Regions from separate parts of the Sus scrofa genome. Here region 1 is linked to region 2. The links are chromatin contacts, called in public promoter capture Hi-C maps. All regions are on one chromosome and are shown on one strand. The core of a region is the stretch at or near the end of the contact, and the rest is flanking DNA. Distances in the headings are between cores, read along the strand shown. Region 1 holds the start of PLOD1 (procollagen-lysine,2-oxoglutarate 5-dioxygenase 1). Region 2 holds the start of MTOR (serine/threonine-protein kinase mTOR).

Evidence for each region. Promoter capture Hi-C pulls out the DNA fragments that hold promoters and counts their contacts.
Region 1: a contact with region 2 is called in a promoter capture Hi-C map of liver, with 3 times the contacts expected there. The contact joins the promoter of PLOD1 here to the promoter of MTOR in region 2. A contact is called at or near these places in 1 of 5 promoter capture datasets (liver), 2 of 47 Hi-C or Micro-C datasets (heart right ventricle and liver) and 1 of 2 datasets of contacts at active chromatin or transcription factors (alveolar macrophages).

What each region holds. Positions count from the first base shown.
Region 1 is chr6:71,985,654-71,992,372 of Sscrofa11.1, forward strand. PLOD1 (procollagen-lysine,2-oxoglutarate 5-dioxygenase 1) reads left to right here and starts at 2,285. Exons shown (of 19, transcript XM_003127577.5): 1 at 2,285-2,932. The coding sequence starts at 2,857.
Region 2 is chr6:71,409,614-71,416,246 of Sscrofa11.1, forward strand. It overlaps MTOR (serine/threonine-protein kinase mTOR), which reads right to left and starts at 3,300. Exons shown (of 58, transcript XM_003127584.6): 1 at 3,168-3,300; 2 at 728-903. The coding sequence starts at 889.

The sequences.
Region 1 (6,719 bases), core at 1,035-3,534, 580 kb after region 2:
TACTTTTTTTCATTTAAAGGGACAATTTGAAAACATAGTATTATTATTATCATCGAAGGAGCTACCCGTGGGACCAGCTGATAGGTGTGGGGCAGGGAGGAGGCCCGCTGGCAGCACAGAATGTGGCTGTCCACTGAGGTCATCGCTCTGCCTAGGGTCAAGAAAGGAAACGGTGGAGTTCCCGCTGTGGCGCAACGGGATGGGCAGTGTCGCTGCACTGCTGGGATGCAGGTTCGATCCTCAGCTCAGCAGTGGGTTAAGGATCTGGAGTTGCCACAGCTGCAGCCTTGGTGACAAACGTGGCTCAGATCTGATCCCTGGCCTGGGAATGCCATGTGCCTCGGGGCAGCCTAAAAAGAAAAAAGAAGAAGAAAAAGAAAAGAAAGGAAATGGTAAGAGTGGAGAAAAGCACAGGATGAAAGGGGGAAAAGCCCCTCATGGTAGCAGACAATAGCGCCCCCAGCCCAGCTCTCCTTCCAGTTCCTTCCCAGAAAAGCAGAGTCCTTTGCCTTTAACTACACACAACACGTGCAGCACGTACCAGGAGTAACATCTGGGCAGCAGCCAAGCTGCTTAAAGAGACCGGCCCTCCTTTTGGATGACGCTTGGACCGAGTTCAAGTTCCAGCAATTTGGCGAAGGGAGCAGGGAAATAAATACCGAAGTTGCGGCAGGCAGGTCTCGCCAGGGTGAATCCTTTCTCCGAGGGAGGGCAGCAGCCTCCAAGGTTGATCCCTCTCCAGTTTTACAATGACTCTGGGGGCCCCCAAGGATCTTTCTTTCTGCCCACAGTACATCATCATCCAGGTACTCCTTGGGCCCCAGCAAATGCAAAGGGTGAGCTGAGTTTCTAAGTCACCTCCCTGATGTGGTCCCACATCAGCTGTGTGACTTCGAGCAACTGGCGTCACTTCTCTGAGCCCCGGTTTCCTATTTCGGAAAATGGAGCCATGACTGCCCACCTCGCAGGGCTGTGGGCAACATGGCCTGAGTCAGAGCTTTGAAAACTGAGCCAGCCGACACATGCTCCGACTCTTCCCCTCTGCTTATCCTTTCATTTCCTCCTTGGAGGAGCTGGAATTTCAGTCTGCAGGCTCCTGCATGCAAAAACATCCGGTTGACTCTGGCACCAAATCCTGTCCCCAGCTGCAAAAACCACCCCCACCCCTGAGTTCCAGGTCCCAGATGGGTGGCTCTGGATTGCATTCATGTCTCTTCACTTTAGTTGCCTTTTGACCTTGACCGTGCTGCTGGGTACCCCCCCCCCCGCCCCCCAGGCCTCACTTTTACCGTCTTTACGGTAACAAATCTCTCTACAATGAGATGACCTCCTTGGTGGCCAGGGGTTGTACCTACCTTCAAACAAGAACATGTGTTGGCTTTGTTTGGACTGTATATGGTGTATATTCGTTGCTCACTGATAACCAGGACGTTTCTCTTCCCTCCGCCACCCAGGTTTGTACTCACTACCCACCTCTCTGGAGCCTAACTTGCTGAAAATAGGCCCCCACACCTCTGTTTCAGGGTCTCTTCCAAGGAAGGGAGTTTTGGGAGTTTTGCTGTTGTTGTTTCTCAAGAGATGGTTGCCTCTAGCTGACCTCTGCTCCAGGAGTTCTCATTCTAAAAACCATTGAGTTCTTTGTTGGGCCTTGAAGATCCACATCTGTGAAAAGACCCTAAATGGTTCCTTTCTTTCTTCCTCTTTTTTTTTTTTTTTAAATTTTTGTCTTTTCAGGGTCGCACCTGTGGCATATGGAGGTTCCCAGGCTAGGGGTCTAATCGGAGCTGTAGCCACCGGCCTATGCCACCGCCACAGCAATGTGGGATCCGAGCTACGCCACAGCTCACGGCAATGCCGGATCCACTGAGTGAGGCCAGGGATCGAACCTGCAACCTCATAGTTCCTAGTCAGATTCGTTTCTGCTGCGCCACGATGAGAGCACCTCTTCCCCTTTTTCTTTCTTTCTTTCGCTTTGTGGGATGCAGAAGTTCCTGTGCCTGGAATGGAACCTGTGCCACAGCAGTGACCCAAGCCATAGCAGTGACCACATCAGATCCTTAATTGCTAGGCCACCAGGGAACACTTTTTCATTCATTCATTCATTCAATGGGACCTCATGAACAAGACCTTCCCTGGATGGGAGATTACCTTTGCCTCCCGGGGACAAAAAGGCAGACTAAGTGAGTCTCTTTTTGCAAGGATGGTGTGTGTGTGTGTGGAGGGGGGGGTCATGTGCTTTCTTCACTTCCAGCAGCCAGGAGCCGCTCCGCAGGGGTGTGGATGCTTCTGAACACATTGCTGCCCTGCCTCACCCACTCCAGGCTCAGACCCTGATAGCCATGGCCCTGGCCAAGGACTCAGGAAATCTCATGAACTGAGATTTAGAGGGTTTATCAAGGCGCTGTTCTAAACGCACTGCAGGTAACGATGTCATTAATCCGCGCATAGAGTCCGAGGAATAGATGCCATTATAAATCCCACTTCTCCGGGGCGAAACTGAGGCTCAGGATACCATCCAGCCTTGGCTCGGAGTCTGGGGTATGGAAATTGTTGCCTCGCCCCCATCTCCCCTTCTCTTCCTGGTCGGAGTGCAGCCCCCTGGAGAAAGGTGGGAGGAAGTCGGCGGCGGCAGGACCCGGGAGCCGCAGAGACAGGCCGGAGGGAGCTGCCCGGACTCGGAGAGGCCGCGGGTTCGGGCGAGTCTGCAGAAAACCCTTCCCCCAGGCGGTGGGGGCGGGGCGACACCGCCCCCGGGGCGGGCCCAGTGCGTGGCAGCGGGATCACCGGCCCCGTCGCGAAGTTTCCAGCTTTTTTGCGAGAGCCGCTGGATCAGCCGGACGTCCCCAGGCCCTGGCCATGCGGCTCCTGCTACTTCTGGCCCCACTGGGCTGGCTGCTTCTGACCGAAACGAAGGGTGACGCCAAACCGGAGGGTGAGGACCCGAGGCCCGGAGCGGGAGAGAGGGATGGGGGTGGGGGAGGGCTGGGCTGGGGGCCGTCTCGGTTAGGACCCATCGGTATGGGAGGCCTGGGCTTCGGAGGGTTTCTGAGTTCAGACTCCATGTCCACTGACTCGCTGGTGACTTGGACAAAACACTTCCCTCTTAGGGTTGGGGTTCCCACAGTCGCTCAGCTGGAAGGGCCAAAGTCCCGTTCAGTCCCAGAGGGGCAAGTAATATGACCGCTGGTAATAATGACAGTAGCTACTCTTTACAGAGCACTCGCTCTGAGTCAGGCATCAGTTTAGCAGGATCACATCCTTAAGATGTGCATCCTTCCATTCCCATTTTCCAGCTGGGCAAACTGAGGCCCTAGAGTCGGTTCACTTGCCCAGGGTCACACAGCATGTGGGCTTTGGAACCAGGATTCACACCCAGGCCTCACCACCTGGGGGTGAGGGGCCCCTGGGCAGGGGTAGGGGTGGGAGGGGTGGCTCACAATGGGGAGCCGTCTGACCTTCACCTGTGTCCTCTGTGGTCTGCTCTGCCCCTGCCAGGTGGGTCTTCCCCTCTCTGGGTTGCACCTGAGGAAACTAAGGCCCAGGCAGGTGTGGTGGCTGCCCAGGTTGTCCAGCTTTGGAGAGGGTGGTCTCAGATCTGGTGCACTCTGCGCCTCATGCTCCTTCTGCATCCTCAAGGCAGCTTGGGTTTCAAAGTGTGTCCCAGTATCCTGGGGGCGAGTGCCTCTCTCCTCCCCAGCCCTCCGTGGACCACCTTCAGGGCTGCCCAGTGAGCCTCTGAAAGTCCCAGGAGGGTGTAGACCGGGGACAGTCCCAGCAAAGCAGAGATGGAACTGGCCATACCTTCCGTCATCCCCCGTCCCCCCCACCTCCAAGAGAACCTCGGAGTGGGGTGGGGCAGGGTAGTAGGTTAACAGACCCTTGGGCCAGGGGAAGGGATGGGAACCACCATTTCTTTTTTCTTTTTTTTTTTTAATTGTAGTTGATTCAGGGAGTTCCCGTTGTGGCTCAGTGATAATGAACCTGACTAGTATCCGTGACGACATGGGTTCAATCCCTGGCCTTGCTCAGTGGGTTAAGGATCCGGCGTTGCCCTGAGCTGTGGTGTAGGTCACAGACTTGGCTTGGATCCCTCACTGCTGTGGCTGTGGTATAGGTGCAGGCTGGCAGCTGCGGCTCCTATTGGACCCCTAGCCTGGGAACTTCCATACGATGTGGGTGTGGCCTAAAAAAAAAAAAAGATATAGTTGATTTACAGTGTTGTGCCAGGAAACCATTTCTTGAGTACTTTCTTGGTGCCATGTTCTGCCCAAAGCCACATGTCTCCCGTGGTAAAGCAGTTGTGATTTATCTCCGTGAGGCTTGGTGTTCTAGCCTGTAAAACCAGGGTGATGGTACCTCAGTGCTAGCGCTCTTGCAAGGATTCGGTGGGATGAGGCCTTTGGTGAGAGTTCAGCTCAATGCCCAGCCCTTAAAAGCATTTTCTGGGAGTTCCCATCATGGCTCAGCAGTAACAAATTTGACTAGTATCCATGAGGACGCAGGTTTGATCCCTGGCCTTGCTGGGTGGGTTAAGGATCCAGTGTTGCTCTGAGCTGTGGTGTAGGTTGCAGACGCGGCTGAGATCTGGTGTTGCTGTAGCTGTGGTGTAGGCCGGCAACTACAGCTCTGATTGCACCCCTAGCCTAGGAACTTCCATATGTAGTGGGTGCGGCCCTAAAACACCAAAAATAAAAATAAAAATAAAAATAAATAAATAAAAGCATTTTCCTTCTTTTTAAAAACATTTAAAAAATTTTTTTTTGCTTTTTAGGGCCACACCTGGGCAGCATATGGAGGCTCCCAGGCTAGAGGAGTCTAATTGGAACTATCTAAAATACCTCATAGACAGTAAGCAGGTCCTCAGACCCGTGGCTGGTGGCAGGTCACTGTCAAGTTTAGGCCTTGTGCTTTCCTTGCTCTGTTCAGACCCTTTTGACACATAAGGACTCATTAGCCTCATTTTGCACCTGGGAAGACGGGGTCTCTAAAAGGTTGAGCACCTGGCCTCAGGTTGCCACAGCTGGTCGGAGGTGGCGTCATCATCTGGGACTCAGACCCTCTGCTCATTCCTGCTGACCCCTACCTCTGGATGGGGGGGATGTTGCCCAGAGATGCTGCCTGGGGGAGTCTCCCCAACTCTGCCAGACCCAGCTAGTTGGGCCCCTGCAGCCTGCTGGCCAAGAAGACAGAGCGGGTGGGGGTTCTTTCCTGTAGGCCTTGCCCAAGCTGCCCACAGCCATCAGCCACTCGCAGAGGCCAGCTTCTTCCTCCCCGGGCTGGGTGCTGATGCCCAGCCCAGCACCAGGTGTCTAGGACGGGGCAGCTGCTGAGGAGTGCCAGCACCAGGTGTCTAGGACGGGGCAGCTGCTGAGGAGTGTTCCCCTGGGACAGGCCCAGGGATGGTGCCCTGTGTCCCTTGGGGGCACAGCAAGGCCTGAAGTCAGGCAGGGGGTTTGCTGTGCAGGGTGTGGTGGGTGGAGATGCTTTCAGCAGCGAATCCACCCGCATCCCAATCCCCAAGGGTCCAGCTCATGGAGAGAAAGACGGCGGTTCTCACTTTCAGGGCTCCCGGTCCCAGGGGGGACACAGAGCTTCTCACCCCAGGGGATGCCCAATCTGGTGGGGAGACACAGCCCTCTGCCCCCAGAGAACCTTGTCCTGGGGAAGTCCCCAGACTGATGCAGGGGGACAGAGAAAGGCCTAGAGCAGCATCCGTACCAGCAAATTTGCACAGAGCCGAGGGGGTGGGGGAGTCCAGATGCCACAGGGTCCTTTCTCCCATTTGTAGATGTTTCTAACGGAGCCCCTGCTCACTCCCTGGACTCACACCTTTCCCTGCAGGCCTTCCTCTGGCCATGGAGAGGGAGGGACCAGCCCGGAACCCAACAGCCGCTGAGATCTGAGGCTCCAGGGGTGTCAGCTGGGGTTGGGGCTGGGGGAGCTTCAGGGGTCGTCCTGTTCCACAGAGGATATGGAGAAGCAGGCAAGCCCAGCTGGTTGTGTGTGTGTGTGTGTGTGTTGGGAGGGGGGCATATTGAGGTGGCGGAAATGAGTGGGCGGCTCTGGCCCTGAGAATCACCATCTCCTGGCTTCCGGTCCAGCCCCAGGTGGGCGTGGGGGATGAGGGGGGAGCTTCATTCATTCCCACGTCCCCAGAGAGCAGACTGGGTGCGTCATAACCATGCCTTGAAAGCCAAGGCCACACGCTGCCCATCTGCCCATCTGCTCCCTTGCCTGGGCCGGCAGTGCCTGGGGAGAGGAGGTGGCATCTAACAGAAGCCAAACCAGGCCCGAGTCCTCAGCCTTCTCCTAGGCTCCCAGAGGTGTCTGTACCCCCACTAGCACACCCAGCTCCCAGGAAGGTGGCGCCTCTCCATCCCTGCCCTCACCCCCAGGGCAGCACCTCTATTAGGGGAGGTTCCCTGTGACAGAAACGCCAGATACTGTGCTCAGCCCTTCATGGACGTGAGCTCATTCAACCCTCACGAGCGCCTCCGGAGGAAGATCCTGTAATTATTGCTCCATTTACAGAGGAAACAGGCGCAGAGGGGCTGTTTCTCACCCAGCCATCTGTTGCTGGCAGTTTGCCACCCCACTCTGCGATCTGGCTTATCTCTGCGGACCCTGGTCACGGGGCATCTGGGGAAACCAGTGCTGGACTTTGGGCCGTAGGTTGGGGGACCGAGAGCCTTGGATGTGGGGCCTCACGTGGGCCCTGG
Region 2 (6,633 bases), core at 2,050-4,549:
GTCCTGTCCTAGATTCTACCTGGTAGCCTGGGTACAAGGCCAAAAAAGACACTGTCCCTACCTCAGGTCTGGCCTCTATTTGAAAAGCCCCAAGCAATCAACTCTTCAAACCCATCCCAACCCATGTTATCAGGCAGAAAGATTCAAAAGCCTGGAATGTGGCATGAAAAAGAAAAAAATTAAAAGAAACAGCCGATTCTTTTTCTTTCTTTCTTTCTTTCTTTCTTTTTTTTTTTTTTTTTTTTTTTTGTCTTTTTAGGGCCACACCTGAGGCATACGAAGTTTCCAGGCTGGGGGTTGAACCAGTGCTGTAACCGCTGCCTACACCACAGCCACAGCAACGCCAGATCCGAGCCATGTCTGCCACCTACACCACAGCTCATGGCAACGTGGTTCCTTAACCCACTGAGTGAGGCCAGGGATCGAACCCGCAACTTCATGGTTCCTAGTCGGATTCGTTTCCGCTGCACCATGACAGGAACTCCCGGAACAGCCAATTCTACTCTGACTCCTAAACTATCACAAGAAAGGAAATGCCACAGAAATGTGGAACTGTGGCAAAGGAACCTGCCCATTCTACAGACCTGAGAAATTGGGTGCCTTTCTAAACTAGAATCTTTGCCTTTTCTGAGCCCTCAATCAGCTGTCAAGAGGCATCTAAACCAGGAATGGCACATGCAGCCCCAAAAGGCCATGATGAAGGGCCCCAAACCGCAGCAGCTCCAACCTCTCGGAGCTCCATGGTGACATAGTGCTGGAGTTCCTTGGCAGCTTTGGCCCTGGTCTCCTCATTCCGGCTCTTCAGGCCACTGGCAAACTGCTGCAGGACGCTCACGTTGCTGGAAGTGGTGGTCGCTGTGGTGGCGGCGGCAGGTCCGGTTCCAAGCATTTTGCCCTGAGGTTCTTTGGAGAGAAGCTGGCTTTAATATTCTGGATAACAAACCATGGCGGTGAACTAATCTATGGCCCCACCTCCCCCCACAGGCCTCCACTCATCCACATCAGGCTGGGGATCCTAAAAAGGCTGGGAGACCCCAATGAAAAGCATGCAGAAAGCCTCAATTCATTTGATAACCACGGGTGTTGAAAGAGGCAGCAGAGCAGAGAAGGTCAAATTATGCTATGGGCTGTGCAGCCAGACTACCTGGGTGTGAATCCAGTCCAAAATTATATACCTCAAGGAAGACACTTCAAATATCTTAGTTATAATCGGAGGATAAGAGTACCTAACTCAGAGGACTGATGTGAAGATTAAACGAGCTAATACATGTTAAAAAGTGCTTAACATAGTGCTGGGCACACAGTGAGTTTGCAATAGTTGCTGGGTTAATATTATTATTATTACTACTACTCTGTACGTTGCACAGAGCCAGGTAGCAGAGATGGGGAGCGTGAGAGAAAACAAAGCAAGCCTAAGACTGCCCCTCTCCTCAAATTCACTTTAGAGAGGGAAACTGATTGTTATTCTATAGCAGCACGGGTCTGACAGAAATACGAGCTACAAATGTAACTTTAAAGTTCCTAGTAACCACATAGCAAAGGTCAAAAGATACAGGCAAAATTAGTTATTTTATTTACTCCAATATATCCAAATATCATTTCAACATGTCACAATATAAAAAGTTATGACAGGTGTTCCCTGGTGGCCTAGCAGTTACACATCCAGCACTGTCACAGCTGTAGCGCACGTTCGATCCCCGGCCCGGGAACTGATGCTTGATGTGGGCACAGCCCACTGCCTCCCTCCCCCCCAAATTACTGATATATTCACTTACGGCAATTTCTTTTTTTTTTTTTTAGGGCTGCACCTGCGTCATATGAAAGTTCCCAGGCTCGGGTCAAATCAGACTATGGCTACCGGCCTACACCACAGCCATAGCAACATGGGATCCTAGCCGTGTGTGTCACCTACACCACAGCTCATGGCAACATAGGATCCCTGACCCAATGAGTGAGGCCAGGGATCGAACCTACATCCTCATGGATACTAGTCGGATTCATTTCTGCTGCGCCCCAATGGAAACTCCACTTACTGCAATTTCAACTTAGCAATTTCAACATTTTCAAGTGCTCTAAGCCACCTGTGGTTGTTGTATTGGACAGCGCAGTTCCATAAAGACTAGTACTTGGAATGTAAGCTAAAAAAAGACTAATTAGTTCCTGAGATCAGGCATTTGTTCCACAATTATGTATTGCCCCTCCCCTCAGCAAGCTTACAGTCTAGGAGGAAGTACAGACAATCCGGCAACCACAATAAAGTGGCCATAACAGAACTCGGCCCAGACTGCGACGGCCGTAACATATACACCTATCCTAGGGTATGTCCTGATTATATTAGAAAATCAAATTTTCAAAATTCTTGTTTTTGAAAGAATTTGTGAAATGCAGGAAAAAACAAACAAACAAACAAAAAAACCAGGGACTAATTGGTTCTGAAAGGGTGCAAAGACTGCAGAAGGAAGTGTCAAACTTCAGGAGAGAGGAAACCCAAGGGCTCCAAATGGGAAAACTACTACAGAGTGTGTGGTGCTTGTCTATGACGAGGGGGAGGGAGGCTGGCAAAGAATTTCCAGTCGAAGGAAGGAACCAGTATATCTTAATAAGGTCTAAGGCCTCCAGGCAGAAGTCAAAATACTAGGAGTGAAATATCTATCTTAAGGGTCTTGGCGAGGGCTTACACAAGTTAACGTCAGGTGGCTGAAACTAGGGATGGGGGCGGGGGAAGCAGAGGAGATGAAGCTCAGGGATGGAACCCAGCTCAGCTCTGCGAAATGGGTGCTTGAGAGGTCTCCACGGTGGAGCTAAAGGGGCTGACACTGACGCTGGTCCTCTCGGAGGCCAATCGGTAGGTGGCTCATAGGGGTGACTGATGCGCAAGGCGACCCAAATGCTCCCCAGCAATACAGGAGCTCATGGGCCCGCCTTCACGGCGCCAGAGACATAGCGTGAGCTAAAGGGTCCGGGGGTTTCCTGGGGATCCGGGAGGAGGTGGGCGTTGCCTCGCGGGGGTCAAGGGCTCCGGCGGCGCCCAAGTCCTTTGGGCCAGTACTGAGGGGACCCCACGTCTCAAACGCACGACTTCCTGGGGGTCCCCCCACGGACCAGGTTGGCCGTGGGTCTGGACATTCCACCGCCTTGGAGGGGTCGGTGCCAGGCCCCAGACTCACCGCGCGGCTTCGGCCGAGGGCTCAGCTGCCGCCACCAGCGCCGGTTCCACTGCTTCAGGCCCCCAGCCCCACCACCCGCCTTCCCCGCTGTCCTCTAAGCCGGGCGGGAGGGAGGGCAGTCTCCCAACACAAAGGACCAATCGATGGGCGCAAGAAGAAGATGGACTGGAATGGAGACCAATAGTAATGAAGGAGAAGTGAAGCTTCAGGACCCGGCTTCTCCGCGGGGCGGAGACTATTCAAATAGACAAACCCTGTGGCCAGTGGCAGGCGAAATAAAGCTTAGATCCTCTCGAAAAAACCAATCGCTGGTGAGTTGACTTCAGTCACTTCCACGCACACATCCGGTGCATCGCTAGTATATTTCCCCTCAGCACCTGGGCTGTGGCCACGCCGAGTCCGCCGCCTGGGTACCGCGGGATTGGGACCACGAGGCAGTAGACCGTGGCTCGAGAACCCGCCGCGTTTAATCTTCAAGATCAAAGTTTAGCGATGCCTGCGCACTATAGTTACTAGAGTAAAAGACGTGGAAGTTTCTGACTAGCATTTCTTGTGCACTCGTGATTTCTCTTTTGTTAAATACGCATTTGAAAGCGCTTTTGGATTTCCCCACTTTTCCAAAATTACCTAGGTCGTAAGATCTTTCGCAAGAAACCATAGACAAGTTTTAGCTAAATGGGTTACTCATAAATAATTTCAAAGCAGGATCATTTTAAAAACATGCTTTCTAGGAGTTCCCGTCGTGGCGCAGTGGTTAACGAATCCTACTAGGAACCATGAGGTTGCGGGTTCGATCCCTGCCCTTGCTCAGTGGGTTAACGATCCGTCGTTGCCATGAGCTGTGGTGTAGGCCACACACGCGGCTCGGATCCCGCGTTGCTGTGGCTCTGGCGTAGGCCGGTGGCTACAGCTCCGATTGGACCCCTAGCCTGGGGAGTGGCCCAAGAAATGGCAAAAAGACAAAAAAAAAAAAAAAAAAAAAAAAAAAAAAAAAAAGCTTTCTAAAATCAATAGCAGGAGTTCCCCTTGTGGCTGCAATGGAAACGAATACGTCTGGGAACCATGAGGTTGCGGGTTCGATCCCTGGCCTCGCTCGGTGGGTTAAGGATCTGGCATTGCCGTGAGCTGTGGTGTAGGTTCCAGACATGGCTCGGATCTGGTGTGGCTGTGGCATAGGCTGGCGCTGTAGCTCTGCTTAACCCCTAGACTGGGAACCTCCATATGTGGTCCTTCAAAGCAAAAAAACAAAACAAAACAAAAAAAAAATAGCAAAAATAAATTTGACATCTCATTTTTTTTTTTTTAAAGCATGGTCTATTGCAATAAACTTTAAAAATTCCTGTATCTTATAATAGGAATCCGATTAAATAAAATATGCATTCCTATTACCGAAACCTCACATAGGCATTAATAATCACAATCTAGATGAATATTTGCTAAAAAAGTAAAGGGTTCACAGTCTGCTAAAAAAAATTCAGGTTATAAAATTTAAGTCTAATATAACCTTTTACAAGTTGTATATTTCTTTTTTTTTTTTTTTTTTTGTCTTTTGTCTTTTTTGTTGTTGTTTTGTTGTTGTTGCTATTTCTTGGGCCGCTCCCGAGGCATATGGAGGTTCCCAGGCTAGGGGTTAAATTGGAGCTGTAGCCACTGGCCTACGCCAGAGCCACCGCAACTCGGGATCCGAGCCGCTTCTGCAACCTACACCACAGCTCACGGCAACGCTGGATCGTTAACCCACTGAGCAAGGGCAGGGACCGAACCCGCAACCTCATGGTTCTTAGTCGGATTCGTTAACCACTGCGCCACGACGGGAACTCCAAGTTGTATATTTCTTATGTGTCTATGTTCACAAAGGGAAAATATACCGCTAAGAGGTAATGGGATTTGGGAAAGGCATGCTTTTTTCTTTCTCTCTCTCTTTCTCGCTCCCTCCCTCCCTCCCTCCCTCCCTCTCTCTCTCTTTCTTTCTTTTTTAATCTTTTTAGGGCCACATGGCATATGAAGTTTCCCAGGCTAGGGGGTGAATCAGAGCTGTAGCCACTGGCCTATGCTACAGCTACAGCAACGCCATATCTGAGCTGCATCTGCGACCTACATCACAGCTCCTGAAACTCAGGATCCCTAACCCACTGAGCAAGGCATCTTCATGGATTCAAGTCAGATTCATTTCCACTGAGCCACGATGGGAACTCCTTTTTTAATACACTATACATACACTAACTTTATACATAGCACCCTACTTGTGTGGTTTAAGAAAAAAAATAGTTGATGAAGTGTAAGTTTCCAGGAGTCTTAAATCTAAATGAGGTTTGGTAATACTCTGTGGCTAACAAAATGCTTTGGCAGATTTAAAAGGAAAAAAAAGTTATGATTGGAGTTCCTGCTGTGGTGTAGTGATTAAGAATCCAACTGCAGTGGCTAGGGTCTCTGTGGAAGTATAGGTTCCATCCCGGGGGGGGGGGGAGGTGATTATGGCTTTAGGTTTAGAATTTTTTCATTACATTGATTCTTCTGTGAAATAATTGTTCCTCTGAATTTCACATTTTTCACTTATGTTCAACATCTTTATATTTAATCATTAAACATGTTTGAATATGTAATGCATTCACTGTTCAAATCTCAAAACAAATAAAAATTACATTTATCATGAAAAGTCTTGCTCCTTTCCTGCCCCTTCACTGCTTATTTTCTTAGTTCTGATGTATCCCTAGAGTTTCTTTTCATGTAAATACAAAACAAATGTAAATATATATTATTTCCCTCTCTCTCTCTCTCTTTTTTTTTTTTTTTTTTTTTTTTTTGTCTTTTGTCATTTTTTAGGCCTGAACCTGTGGCATATGGAGGTTCCCAGGCTAGGGGTCCAATCAGAGCTACAGTTGCCGGCCTATTCCACAGCCACAGCAATGCAGGATCCGAGCCACATCTGCAACCTACACCACAGCTCACAGCAACACTGGATCTTTAACCCACTGATGGAGGCCCGGGATCGAAACTGGGCCATCTTCATAGATGCTAGTCAGGTTCGCTGACCACTAAGCCACAACAGGAACTGCTCTCATTTCCCTCTTACACACACTGTATACTATATACACTGTTCTGCACTTTTTTTTTTTTTTTTGGTCTTTTTAAGGCTATACCCACGGCATATGGAACTTCCCAGGCTAGGGATCAAATTGGAGTTGCAGCTGCTAGCCTATGCCACGACCACAGCAACAGGGGATCCAAACTGTGTCTGTGACCTACATGCAGCTTATGGCAACACTGGATCCTTAACCCACTGAGGGAGGTCAGGGATTGAACCTGCTTCCTCATGGATACTAGTCAGGCTTGTTAGCCCTGAACCATGACAGGAACTCCCTGTTCTGCACTTTTTAAAATTTTGTGATATCTTGGAGAGCTTTCTGTCTCAGTATATAGAAAGCTTCTTTGTTCTTTTGTTATTGTTATAGCTGCATAGTATTCC